3 separate regions of the Triticum aestivum genome follow, and all the other regions are linked to region 1. Evidence: chromatin contacts called from public Hi-C data. All regions are on one chromosome and are shown on one strand. Each heading gives the region's core, a stretch centred on a gene start, on an enhancer-like site or on the middle of the called end of the contact. The rest is flanking DNA. Distances are from core to core; before and after follow the strand shown. Region 1 holds the start of LOC123053042 (probable ribose-5-phosphate isomerase 2). Region 2 holds the start of LOC123053041 (UDP-N-acetylglucosamine transferase subunit ALG13 homolog). Region 3 holds the start of LOC123053040 (phototropin-2).

Region 1 (3,855 bases), core at 745-3,244:
GGAGAGGGTGTGTGCGCCTGTTTGGAAAATGCATGCTAGCAGGCACAGTCTTACGCGTATGCAAAAAAGAAAAAGAGAAAAGAAGACGGTCATAGAGCATCTACAGCAGATCTTGTATAAGCGGTCAAACATTCGTATTTACGGTACAAGCTGAAAAGAACGCCCCGAATAGATCCTGTAAAACGGCATATCACGTAATTTTTTTTACAGGCTCCTGTATATTCGAGCTCCCATCCGTCATATATGGAGGATTTCAGCCCTTTTTGGAGGATCCTGTAAAGCCAGTCAACGCCGGAGCAGGGGCCTCGCGACGCCGCACAGGAGCAGCGGGCAGGCAGAGGAGCTCGCAGACGGCGGGCCGGAGCATCATCGGAGCATGCGGCGGGCCGGAGCATCGCCGGAGCAGGCAACGAGGCACATCAGGCCGCAGGGCGGAGCGGTGCCGTTCTGGCCGGCGGAGTTCAAGTTCGTGAATGCGTCCGTCCGGAGAAAGAAGAAGCCCAAGGAAAAAAAAGGAAAAAACGCTTACAGCACAGGTTTATGTGATCTGTTCCGCCCGATGCCTCACGATACCGTAAATTTGTTTTAGAAGGGCATGTGTACTGTTTTTCTACAGGTGGTGCTTTACGGGCTCTGCCGCTAGAGATGCTCTTACCCATGCACTGTTCCCCTCAAGGAAAAAAAAAACGCATGCATTGTTGTTTGTTGGATAAAGGGTCCGGCCAGTACTTGGAATTCCCTAGTACGGACTGGTTGTGCCAATCGCAGCTAGGACATTTTTGCCACGAGGTCCTTGTCAATTAAAAAATAGCGAGAATATAACTTGGATATCCATTCATGTGTCTTGCTAATCATTGTTCATTGACCAACGAAGATACAAATCTACATCTCTTTTTTCCTTAAAATATATAACAGATACAGACTGTATTGGAACCACTAGGTTTTCTCAAACAAATATGTTGAGGCACAAGCATGAACGTGAACTCATGCTTACTTTTATAAAGAAACTGCTTTTATAAATAGAAACATAATAAACATATTCTTTATTCCTTTGTGCAGTGCTTTCGCAGGAGCACAACATACCATGGAAAAGGTTGGCTCGAAAGAATGCTCACATACACACATACCTATAAATGCATGCATACACACTCTATTTCTATGAACATCTCCGAGAGACCGAGGTGAAATATCATCTTAAGATTAACGAAGTTATCACAGCCGCTTCGTACCTTCCACCAAAGGAAATCAACAAAAAGACTAAAATCAATTCAAAAAAATACGAGCATTATTGCAAAGGTTAGTACTTGAACCCCGGTGAGCTAGTTCCAGTAGAAGGAAGCCAAATGGCCATTTGAGATACGCTGAATTCACTATTTGTAGGCTTTCATTGGGTTTGAGAAGTCAGGAAGTGTACAAGGACTACCTTGAAACAAAACCATGTCAATTATTTTTGAACTTATGGAATTGTATTTTACAGGATTACACATTGTTTCCTTAACTAAACTGAATAAATGACTTTGGCATGTAACTGTTGGACATGGCACTATAAAACTGAAATTCAAGTTCCTCAAAGTTACTGAACCACACGTTATAAAAAGAAGAGTTACTGAACCACAATTTATTCATATCTGACACAGTCTCGCCGTGGCAGCGGTAGAAAGCTTGCCTTGTTAAAAGCGAACGGTACGGAGCTGGATCCCTCTGAAGATAGGCCTATCAGCAACCGAAATTGTTAATAAATCAAGCATGAAGCACGCCGTTTCCTTCCGTTTCTTGCCCCAGCAACGTGAATCATGGCACTGCAGCAGTGCAAGCAACGGAGAGAAGTGCTGTACGTAGCGTAGAGAGGACACCAAGTAGAATTTCCGTTCCGTTTTACAACGCGTGCAGAACCCCCGAATAAAGACCGCGTCAGGTCAGAGAGAGAAACACGCCCTGATTCGCCGCACCTTTCACGCATTCCGATGCCCATAAATGCTGCCGATTCTGTGCCATCTCCCCCCACACGCTCCACCTCCACTTCCCATTTCCCGCCGCCTCCTTTCCTAAAAATCTACACAAAGATTCGTAGCAAAACTCCCAAATCCCCCACCTCCCGTTTCCCCACCCCAATCCCCTCCAAGAAACCCTCGCCCCCCTCGCCTCGCCGCCATGGGCAGCGCCGCCTCGCCGCCGCGGGCCCTCGACGCGGCGACGCAGGAGGACCTCAAGCGCGTCTCCGCGCACCGCGCCGTCGACATGGTGGAGTCCGGCATGACGCTGGGGCTCGGCACCGGCTCCACGGCCGCGCACGCGCTCGACCGCCTCGGCGACCTCCTCCGCACCGGCGCGCTGCGCGCGGTCGCCGGGGTGCCCACCTCCCTCAAGACGGAGGCGCACGCCGCGCGCGTCGGGATCCCCATGCTCGCGCTCGCCGACGCCGCCGAGATCCACCTCTCCATCGACGGCGCCGACGAGGTCGACCCGGACCTCAACCTCGTCAAGGGCCGCGGCGGCTCGCTCCTCCGCGAGAAGATGATCGAGGGCGCCGGCGCCCGCTTCGTCGTCATCGTCGACGAGTCCAAGCTCGTCCCCCGCCTCGGCTGCACGGGCGCCGTGCCCGTCGAGGTCGTCCCCTTCGGCAGCGCCTACACGCTCGGCCTCATCCGCAAGGTGTTCGACAAATTGCCGGGCTTCCACGCCAGGCTCAGGACCGTCAAGTCCAAGGCCAGCGACCGCCAGGAGGAGCTCTTTCTCACCGACAACGGCAACCACATCGTCGAGATGTTCTTCGAGGACGGCATACACGGCAACCTGCGCGACATCAGCGACAGCCTGCTGCGCATCACGGGCGTCGTCGAGCACGGCATGTTCCTCGGCATGGCCACCAAGGTGATTGTCGCCAAGAAGGACGGCACCGTGGCGGTCCTCAGCAAGAAGTAGCCGCCTGGGGAAGAGTCTGCAGAGGAGATGACAATAAGCCAAGATTGAAGCTGTTCTTGCTCCTGCGGTGAACTTGCTCTACGTTACTGTTACAGCGTTTCCTCCTATTCATGGGTAATGCGATGGTGCCCAGCTTAATGTGGTGAAGCTAATAAATTTTGGACTTCGCTCCATAATGTTATCAAGTCAGTTTTGTTCATTGCTCGCCTCCCAATTTTGACTCCTTGTTTAGGCATATATACTTTGGCTTACATCAGCTGTCCGTTCCCTCCCGATTCAGTGATAGTAGCCATGTGCCTGTGTTTTGTGTTCACCAATCCATGACATGAAATGGATTGGCTACGGTCCAGTAGGGTCCAAATCAGTAGTCTCAACTAGGCATGGATAGAATGTGCATGCCAGTTTTCTTTTTTAAGTTTAATGGTCCGATTCAGTGCACCGGATTTCTAGACATCCGTTTGTATGGAGACACTTTCTTTTGCCACTTTTTTCTTCCTTTCTCCCATCCAAATGCGCCACTCTTTTTGGCACTTATTTGCATGGACAATAGTGTTTCGCTTTTAACACAAGCAGAGAAAAAAGAAACCTAGTGCAAACAAAGCACCTCTAAGAACATCTCGAGAATGTACTGTAAAAACTAGTGGAGATTTAGGCCTCCACGAATTAGATAGGGTTGGTGCTAGATTTACCTGGACCAACCGCCAGGCGGACCCGACTCGCTCCGTCCTGGACTGCGTCATGGTCTCCCCGGAATGGGAGCTGCGATGCCCTCTAGCGTCGCTTCGCGCGATCACCCGAATCAGTTCTGACCATGTGCCCCTGCTTCTCTCTTCTGAGAACGACCGTCCTCCTCAACCTCCTCGTTTCTGGTTTGAGGAATTCTGGCTCAACTAGCTCGGTTTCGTCGAGGCCGTTAGCGCCGGTGGGTTGAGG
Region 2 (3,855 bases), core at 873-3,372, 280 kb before region 1:
GATGCATCAAAAGATGTAAATGATTGTAGCATTAAAAGTGTCAGCATCTATAAGGATGCCACAATTAGTTACAAATATCTTCATGCAATTTCTTTCCACAAGCAATGCGCAATTTACACCTAGATGTCAGATCAGCAGTTACAGATCTCAGTTGGTCAGATACTATGTCCATTTAAGGATTAATAAGCAACATTACAAATCAATTACTCCTTGCAGTAGTAGAACCTGACGAGATTGCAAAACATTATCAGACTTTCCCTTCTTACCTATTAAGTATGCTGTAGATTGCGATTTTGATAACAAAATACTGCATTGACTAAAAGGTGCAGTCGGCCAGTCACTAAGCAAAACCACACAAAGAAAACTGACTGCAAGATGGAGACAGATGTTACCTTGGATGGCTTGTATGTTCCTCGGCCCATTTGAATCAGAAGGTCTGTGTAACCTTTCTGCAGTAGTGCTTGTTTGAGTTCCTCAGAATCTACCACTTTGACAAGAGCATCGAAACATGTCGTCCCTACTGTGACAAACACCACTCGCCTTTCTCTATCTCCCATTCCTTCTGAAGAGTAAGCTCTGTAGAAAAACAAGTTAGTATCAAGGTTTTTTGATTGTCAAATACAGTCAGAGTCACGACTATAGACTATAGTCGTGATCCAAAAAAAGGTGTGTCCTTTTATAACATTCTTATTTTCAGATCCCACTTGATCAATAGCACAGAACAACTATCATCAAAATAGATTCCTGCCACTAGGTCTCACCGAATCGAGCCACGCATGGCTCGGCGTTCATAGTCACCGACTAGTAGGAGCAAGTCGCCTTCCATATGTGCGGCTCGAATCATAGAAGCAAGCCACAACCGCTACACCGGCAAGTGCGTAGTCGCGGCAATTAAGCGCCAAGCCGCCAACTAATCGGCGACTCAATATCACTTGTTAACATTTAAAAGGGAAACTAAAGGAAACGGATACTACCTCTGATTCAAAATGTAAGTTCTTTAAAATTTAATGCTAGTAAAATGTTTCTAAGTTTAAACATGTATAAACAAAGAATTGCTAGAATCCAAAAAAAAAACTTAACATTGTTAGATTTATCAATACATATACTTGCAATAATGTATAATCATTTTTATGTGTGAGAACATGTTTGCACATAAACTGATGATCAAAAAATAATAATCTTGAAGACCGTGTCAAAGTGTCAATGTCCAAAAACATTTACATATTAGACCGGTGGGAGATGACTTATGCTTGTAAATGGGTTAAGGCACTGAGTTTCCAAGCAAAAGAAGACTATTTATCTATAAGAATGTAAAAAATACTTAACCAAGCAAAAATGTTTATTCCAATTTATATCTCATCCAATGGTTATGTTCCACCTTTGCCTTTCATTTCTTCACATCTTGAACGACCCGACAACACACTTTTATGTGTGTCAATTCGTACAACACTTGCACATGCTCTTTCATCCAATTAGCATCTAACCCACAAGATGTCCCTCGTTAGTGAGGGACTAAAACGTTAACAAGCTGTCCTTCAAGATTTAGATGGCAATTGTCATAATTATTAGTTACTCCCTTAGTTCACAAATATAAGACGTCCTAACTTTTTTGTGAATCGGATGTATGCAGACACGTTCCAGTGTGTTTGTTCACTCATTTCAGTCCGCATGTAGTCCATACTAAAATATCCAAAACATCTTATATTTGTGAACGTAGGGAGTACTACTTTTGTTGCGAAAATAGTTTTGTCAATTATGCTCGACTATGTGCTGTGAATTCCCCATGCTAGTGCTAGAGTTGATACCAAACAAAATCGCGGCACACATGAAACCCTGAAATCGCCCAAATCGGGGAACTAACCAGATACATGGGGCATCAGAATTGGGAGAGGGAAGCTCACCTGAGAGGAACCTCCCTCCCTCGATTCGTGGACGAGGCCGAGCTGGGGTCGAGCGGAAGGCAGGGCGGGACGGGACGGGATCGCGCGGTAGAGGACCTGCGGGGGCGGGAGGAGGACCGGCGGGCGGGGTGGGAGGGTGGAGCTCCGGCGGCGGGCGGAGGGGCGGTCCGAGCGAGCGAAGGAAGCGGGGCGGCGTGCGTCGTTCTGAATGAACTGAACAGAACAGAGGATTGGAATAGTCGGATGTACTCCAAGTCTCCAATCCTCAGACTGCCGTTGATTTTTTTTCTTTTTCTTTTTCTTTTCAGTCGTATGGCCGAGAGGCTCCAGCAATAAAACCTTGTGCAGAATTTAGTGTTGGTATATACTCCCTCTGTCCCAAAATAAGTGAGTAGTATATAAATAAGTAAAATAGTTTACTTGAAATTACCCTGAGTTTTATGGACCTGCTAAGGTACTGGCTTGAATGTTTGACAGAGAAATATATTTTATGTAGAACGAAATAGATTCGAGACCGAGATGCGGCAACAGATTTCTGTATTTTATCGTGTAGAAAATTATTTTCTTTTTAGCTATCAAGGGGATCCAATAAGCCAAATATCCTTAAAATAGGTATTCCCTCCATCCGAAAAAGCTTGGTTTTACAGTAATCTTAATGGTTTCTAATTTATTTATTATTTTGAAAAGGAGGACATCCCCGGCCTCTGCATCGGAAAGATGCATGCGGCCACAATGGTTTGTAAATACAAGCTTTATTGTAAAGAAGCAAATATCAGATCTTTTCAAAGTACATTATCCGTGCCGCGTACATCTTACCATACCATCTCCAGGAAGAGTGAAACTTTACAGGAATAATATCCTATTTACTTAAGCTCCTAATCTAACCAAAAGAATAGCTCATGTACAGGATCTCGAGGCATCTCAAAGTGAAAACACTGAAGGCCACACTTCCTTCTATCACTTCACAGGACTTGCAAGCCTCTTATTTGGTTAAGAACAACCATTCCTACCACATGGACGTCGTGCAAACAGTCCTGCAAAAATCAATAATATCAGTTTACAAACAAGAAAAAACATAAATTAAGAAAAAAAATTACACTGTAAGTAATGTACTTATTTCAGTACGACGGCCTGCTTTGATTACACAAGACCTGCTTTTACTAGGCACAGACCAAGCCTTCGCGTATGATATGTCCACGCATACTCATCCACTTGTTCATACTCGCCCCCGTTTTCTCATTATCCAATTAGAGTTTGACTATTTTAATCATTATAAATGTCAATTATTCATCTTCTTGCAAGTTCGTAACAAAACATTGACAAACATTACTTTTTTTCTCGATAAGGGACAAACATTACTTCACACGGAGAACATGTTGTAAAATTACCTTGCGTCATTTCCACCTTAAAATGTATCAATAACACCTTCCTCGGGCTTCACTTTTGGTTGAGACTCCTTGCCAATCAGCTTCAACGGAACATCAAGCTCCGGGGGACTCTGCAAATCCAAATTTATTTGAACATTAATAACAAACTAAGCTATCATACTCTGAAAGCTTTCTGCAATCAAAAACTTTTAGATCACCATGCAACGTATAAGTGGCCAATAGATGTCTTCAAAAAATGGATGTTCCTTGATATCATTTGCACCAGTATTTGAACCTATGCGAGAAGAGGGATCTCTCTGAAGCAGTCCATGGATTAGTTGCTTCGCCTCCAGGCTAACCTGAAGAACGTACTTCAGTTAACAAATTGACACAAACAAACAAAATGTACTATATACTGAAGCAGTTTCAGACAGACATGACGTGTCGTTATTCATTCCACGCTGTAAATACAGCTGTGTAACAACCGAAATTTGCTCAAGAGATTGTACTTACATTCAAGTTTTACCATTTAGAACTGAATATATTGAGCAAGAATAATTGGTCTACATCACAAAATGCTCAGCTCT
Region 3 (3,855 bases), core at 851-3,350, 260 kb before region 1:
TCATCATCTTGCTCATCCGCGACTCCTCCTTCTTCAGGTCCCAGTAGGGCGACTTGTAGCCGCCGCCGGACGGGGTGGCAGGAGCCACGAGCGGCGAGCTGATCTTGTCCGCGTCGCTGGCCTTGGGCGGCTCCCGCTCCGGCGAGTCCGCGCGCCGGTGCTTCACTGTCTGCACGACCTCCGTCATCGACGACATGGCCTTCTCCTTCTGCCGGTCTGCGTTCCCACGGAGTGCAGAGAATTGTCAGTTTCAGCGCCGATCGAGTCGAGAGTGACCAGACGACGGCCAAGGCAGAGTTGTTGCGCGTGGCTCACCGTCGTAGCGGATGAGCGACACCGGCATCTCGTTCGGCCGCATGCGCTTGTCGCTCAGCCCTTCCGTGTACTTGCTCACCTCCACCTGCATCCTGCGCGTCCACCATCAAAAATAAGAGCGCAGCTCGAGCAAGAACATGTCTTCATGTCATGTGCATTGGAGAAGTAAGGTGAGCGCGTACCCGATGAACTTGATGACCTTGCCGTTGTCGTCGCGGATGGGGGTGACGGTGAGGAGATTCCAGAACGGCGTGCCGTCCTTGCGGTAGTTGAGCAGCCGGCCGCAGAAGCTCTTGCCGGCCTTCACGGCGTCCCTGATCTTGGACACCTCGTTCTGGTCCGTCTCCGGGCCCTGAAGAAACCGGCTGCACAAAAAGCAGAGCTCAGACATGCCTCATCGCACTGATCGGTCGACCAAGAAACCGGCGATGATGGCCCACGTACCAGTTGCGTCCTATGATCTCCTTGGCGGAGTACCCGGTCATGGTGTAGAAGCCGGCGCTGGCGTAGATGATGGGGATGTCGGGGCGGGTGGCGTCGGAGACGACGAACGTCTGCTGCAGGTTGGACAGCGCGTCCTTGAGCTCCTGCGACACCCGCGGCAGCGCGTCGGACGACCCGCGCCCCTCCATGGACGGCTTGGCGCTGCCCATGCCGGCGCCGCTGCTGCTGCGGCGCCGCTGCTCCGGCTTGGGCCACCACCCCTGCTGCTTGCTGCCGCTGCCTGAACCGCCCGGCTCCTCGACGATCTCCTTCCCGCTGGACAGTGACGGCGGCGTCGGGAGGGTGAAGCTGCTCTCCTCGCCGGACCCGGACCCGGACGGGAACGCCATCCACTTCTCCACTGAGTCGGCTACATCTTTGGAGCTGCCTGCGCCCGCCATGGATCACGTCACGTGCTACGCCGCTGACGAGACTGATTTGATCAGCGGTGCAACTATGGTCGACCAACCATCTGCTGAATTTCTGCACTGGAAAGAAGAAACGCAAAATTCAGGTATCTCGCATGCAGTGTTGTTATGATCTTGTCGTAAAATTCAGCAAACCGTGTCTGGGGAGAACACACACATTTGAGGTGCAACAGGTGAAAAATTGAGCAACCACTTTCTACTGTAGTATAGTGACCAATCAAGGGCTCCAAACAAATCGAACAGGGGAGTTGGATACGAATATTTTAAAGAAAAACACAACCGACTCGTGAGTGGAGATAAGCCAAGAACTACTTCTGAAGTAGGGTACATACGGAACCTGATAGATATAGTACAGTAGAGTGGAACCTACCCCTCACTGTTCCATTATCCAAAGCAGACCAACGAAATAGCGTTGGTAGCTTGGCTACGTCCAGCTCCAGCACGGAATACCGGTGTACAGAGACGGCAAGAACATAAAAGGTAAGCAGCAGGACGACGGACCAAGCATCAAAGGACACAAGTGCACGGCCCAACCAGAAAGAGCAAAAGGCAGAGGAGGATCAACCAACCTTGAGGTGTCAGGTGCGGCGCCTCCCAATGGCAGAGCAGAGCAGATGGATGGATGTAGCTATACAGACGAGGACCTATCTAGCCCGTGCGCGTGCGGAATCAGGTATCAGGTGCTGCTGCTGCGCCTGGAAGTGGAAAGCAGAGCGGCAGCGGAAAAGAATGGCGGGCGTGGCGCAAGGGAGAGGATAATGCAATCCTACCCGTGGTCGACTCACGGATGTCGCCTCGCCCTGGCGCCCCCGTTTTGTGGCCAGCGATGGAGGCACGTACGGACCCCGGCCGGTGCGACACGGGGAGGCGTCGTCGCCAGCGAGCGAGCGAGCGAGGCATCGTGCGGACGCGTTTTGCCCAGGGGTGGGGGTGGTGCTGACGGCGACGGCGACGGCGACGGGGAGATTTTTCGGGGCGGGTGTGCGGCCACGGGAGCGCGCGAGGGGATCCAGTGGATGACGGGCTGCCGGGGAGGTCCGCCTGAGCTTCGCTGTCGCGAGGTTGTTCCCGGGCGGACGAGCGAGTGTGGGACGGCGACGGGCGAGACCAGTGTGGCCGGCTGCTGTGGATAGCTAGGAACAATCGGGTACAAATACGATGGGACGACACGCGTTACAAAATTGCGTGTGCCTTCGAGATCTTCATTTTTAGCGGTAGAGATAGAGATTTAAGAAGAAAGAGTACAGTTTTGTGTATGGATGGGGGAAATTTTCCCGCGTTACAAAACTATGATGATTGCAGATGATTGGGTTGTGCTGGGGGACGACATCCACTAAGCTTCTCTTGTGGACCGTCCGCTCAGCGTGATTAGGAGACGAGAGACAAAACGGGTGCACTGTTCTATGAAAAAGAAAACTGAATGAGATAGCTATCTTCTAACACTTGCAGATCTTTTGCCGATTATCACCTCTAGTACTGTCCGAGAACTACTAAATGCCGCCTTATCTCGTAGTAGTAGTAGTAGGAATTTCAGAATTCTTGAATCACTTTGTACCCTTTATTTATCAGGACGGGTGGCTCCGGGGCAAAGTTGACAAATTTGACCTATAGACGAAATCAAATCACAGAACAAACTATCCGTAAAACTATTTCACGCGGCTGACATTTTTGTGTGACGCCCGACACGAAGGCGCCACACTACACTGTGCAACGCCTCACAGATAGGCGCTACACGGCCAGCGTCGCACACGTGTGATCAGAAAATTACTAAATCAGTGTGCAGCGCCTAGCTCCTAGGCGTTGCACTAGTGCAGCGCCTAGCTCCTAGGCGTTGCACTAGTGCAGCGCCTAGCTCACAGGCGTTGCATTAGTGCAGAGCGCCTGAGAGCTAGGCGCCACAGGTCAGCCGCGTGAAATAGTTTCACAGACAGTTCATTCTGTGATTTGATTTCGTCTATAGGTCAAATTTGTCAAATTTGCCGGCTCCAGGAGCATATACTATGGATGAATTGCAGCGCCTAGCTCCTAGGCGTTGCACTAGTGCAGCGCCTAGCTCACAGGCGTTGCATTAGTGCAGAGCGCCTGAGAGCTAGGCGCCACAGGTCAGCCGCGTGAAATAGTTTCACAGACAGTTCATTCTGTGATTTGATTTCGTCTATAGGTCAAATTTGTCAAATTTGCCGGCTCCAGGAGCATATACTATGGATGAACAGTAAATTCAAAAAAAATTAGTTTTTTTAGATGTTCGTGTTAGTGTCGCAAGCATGCTTGACAAATTTCATGTGAAACGGAACGGTAGTGTTTCGTCAGTGAAAAAAAAATTGGGTGACATTTGGTCTTCAATTTGTTTTTTTGTTTTTTGCACAGGCCAAAAATGCTTAACCTTTTTGCCTCAAAATTTGCAGGTAGCATTTGTATGTGACTAAGATCACATAAAAAAATTATGTTGATTCTTTTGACATTCAAAATTTATTTTTGGGCCTGGGAGCATGTGCTCCCTAGAGCCAAATTGAATTTCCATTATTTTTCATGATACTCATAAGAACTTAAAAAAAAATAGGTGTTGGCACATGCCAGGTTTTTAAAGGAGTAGGAGATTTTGAGCATTGAATACTTTCTGGGTGAAAAT

Evidence for each region. A called contact is a pair of places that touch in the nucleus more often than the background predicts.
Region 2: a Hi-C map of leaf shows a contact between it and region 1, with 5 times the contacts expected there. The contact joins the promoter of LOC123053041 here to the promoter of LOC123053042 in region 1. A contact is called at or near these places in 2 of 5 Hi-C or Micro-C datasets (both in leaf).
Region 3: a contact with region 1 is called in a Hi-C map of leaf, with 4 times the contacts expected there. The contact joins the promoter of LOC123053040 here to the promoter of LOC123053042 in region 1. A contact is called at or near these places in 4 of 5 Hi-C or Micro-C datasets (leaf and an unstated tissue).

The regions. Positions count from the first base shown.
Region 1 is chr2D:337,885,884-337,889,738 of IWGSC CS RefSeq v2.1, forward strand. LOC123053042 (probable ribose-5-phosphate isomerase 2) reads left to right here and starts at 1,995. Exons shown (of 1, transcript XM_044476420.1): 1 at 1,995-3,121. The coding sequence starts at 2,152. The coding sequence ends at 2,922.
Region 2 is chr2D:337,601,385-337,605,239 of IWGSC CS RefSeq v2.1, forward strand. It overlaps LOC123053041 (UDP-N-acetylglucosamine transferase subunit ALG13 homolog), which reads right to left and starts at 2,123. Exons shown (of 4, transcript XM_044476419.1): 1 at 1,902-2,123; 2 at 393-576. The coding sequence starts at 557. LOC123053040 (phototropin-2) reads right to left here. Exons shown (of 24, transcript XM_044476415.1): 22 at 3,487-3,627; 23 at 3,290-3,399; 24 at 2,635-2,935. The coding sequence ends at 3,307.
Region 3 is chr2D:337,621,672-337,625,526 of IWGSC CS RefSeq v2.1, forward strand. It overlaps LOC123053040 (phototropin-2), which reads right to left and starts at 2,101. Exons shown (of 24, transcript XM_044476415.1): 1 at 1,796-2,101; 2 at 760-1,286; 3 at 498-680; 4 at 316-407; 5 at 1-216. The coding sequence starts at 1,199.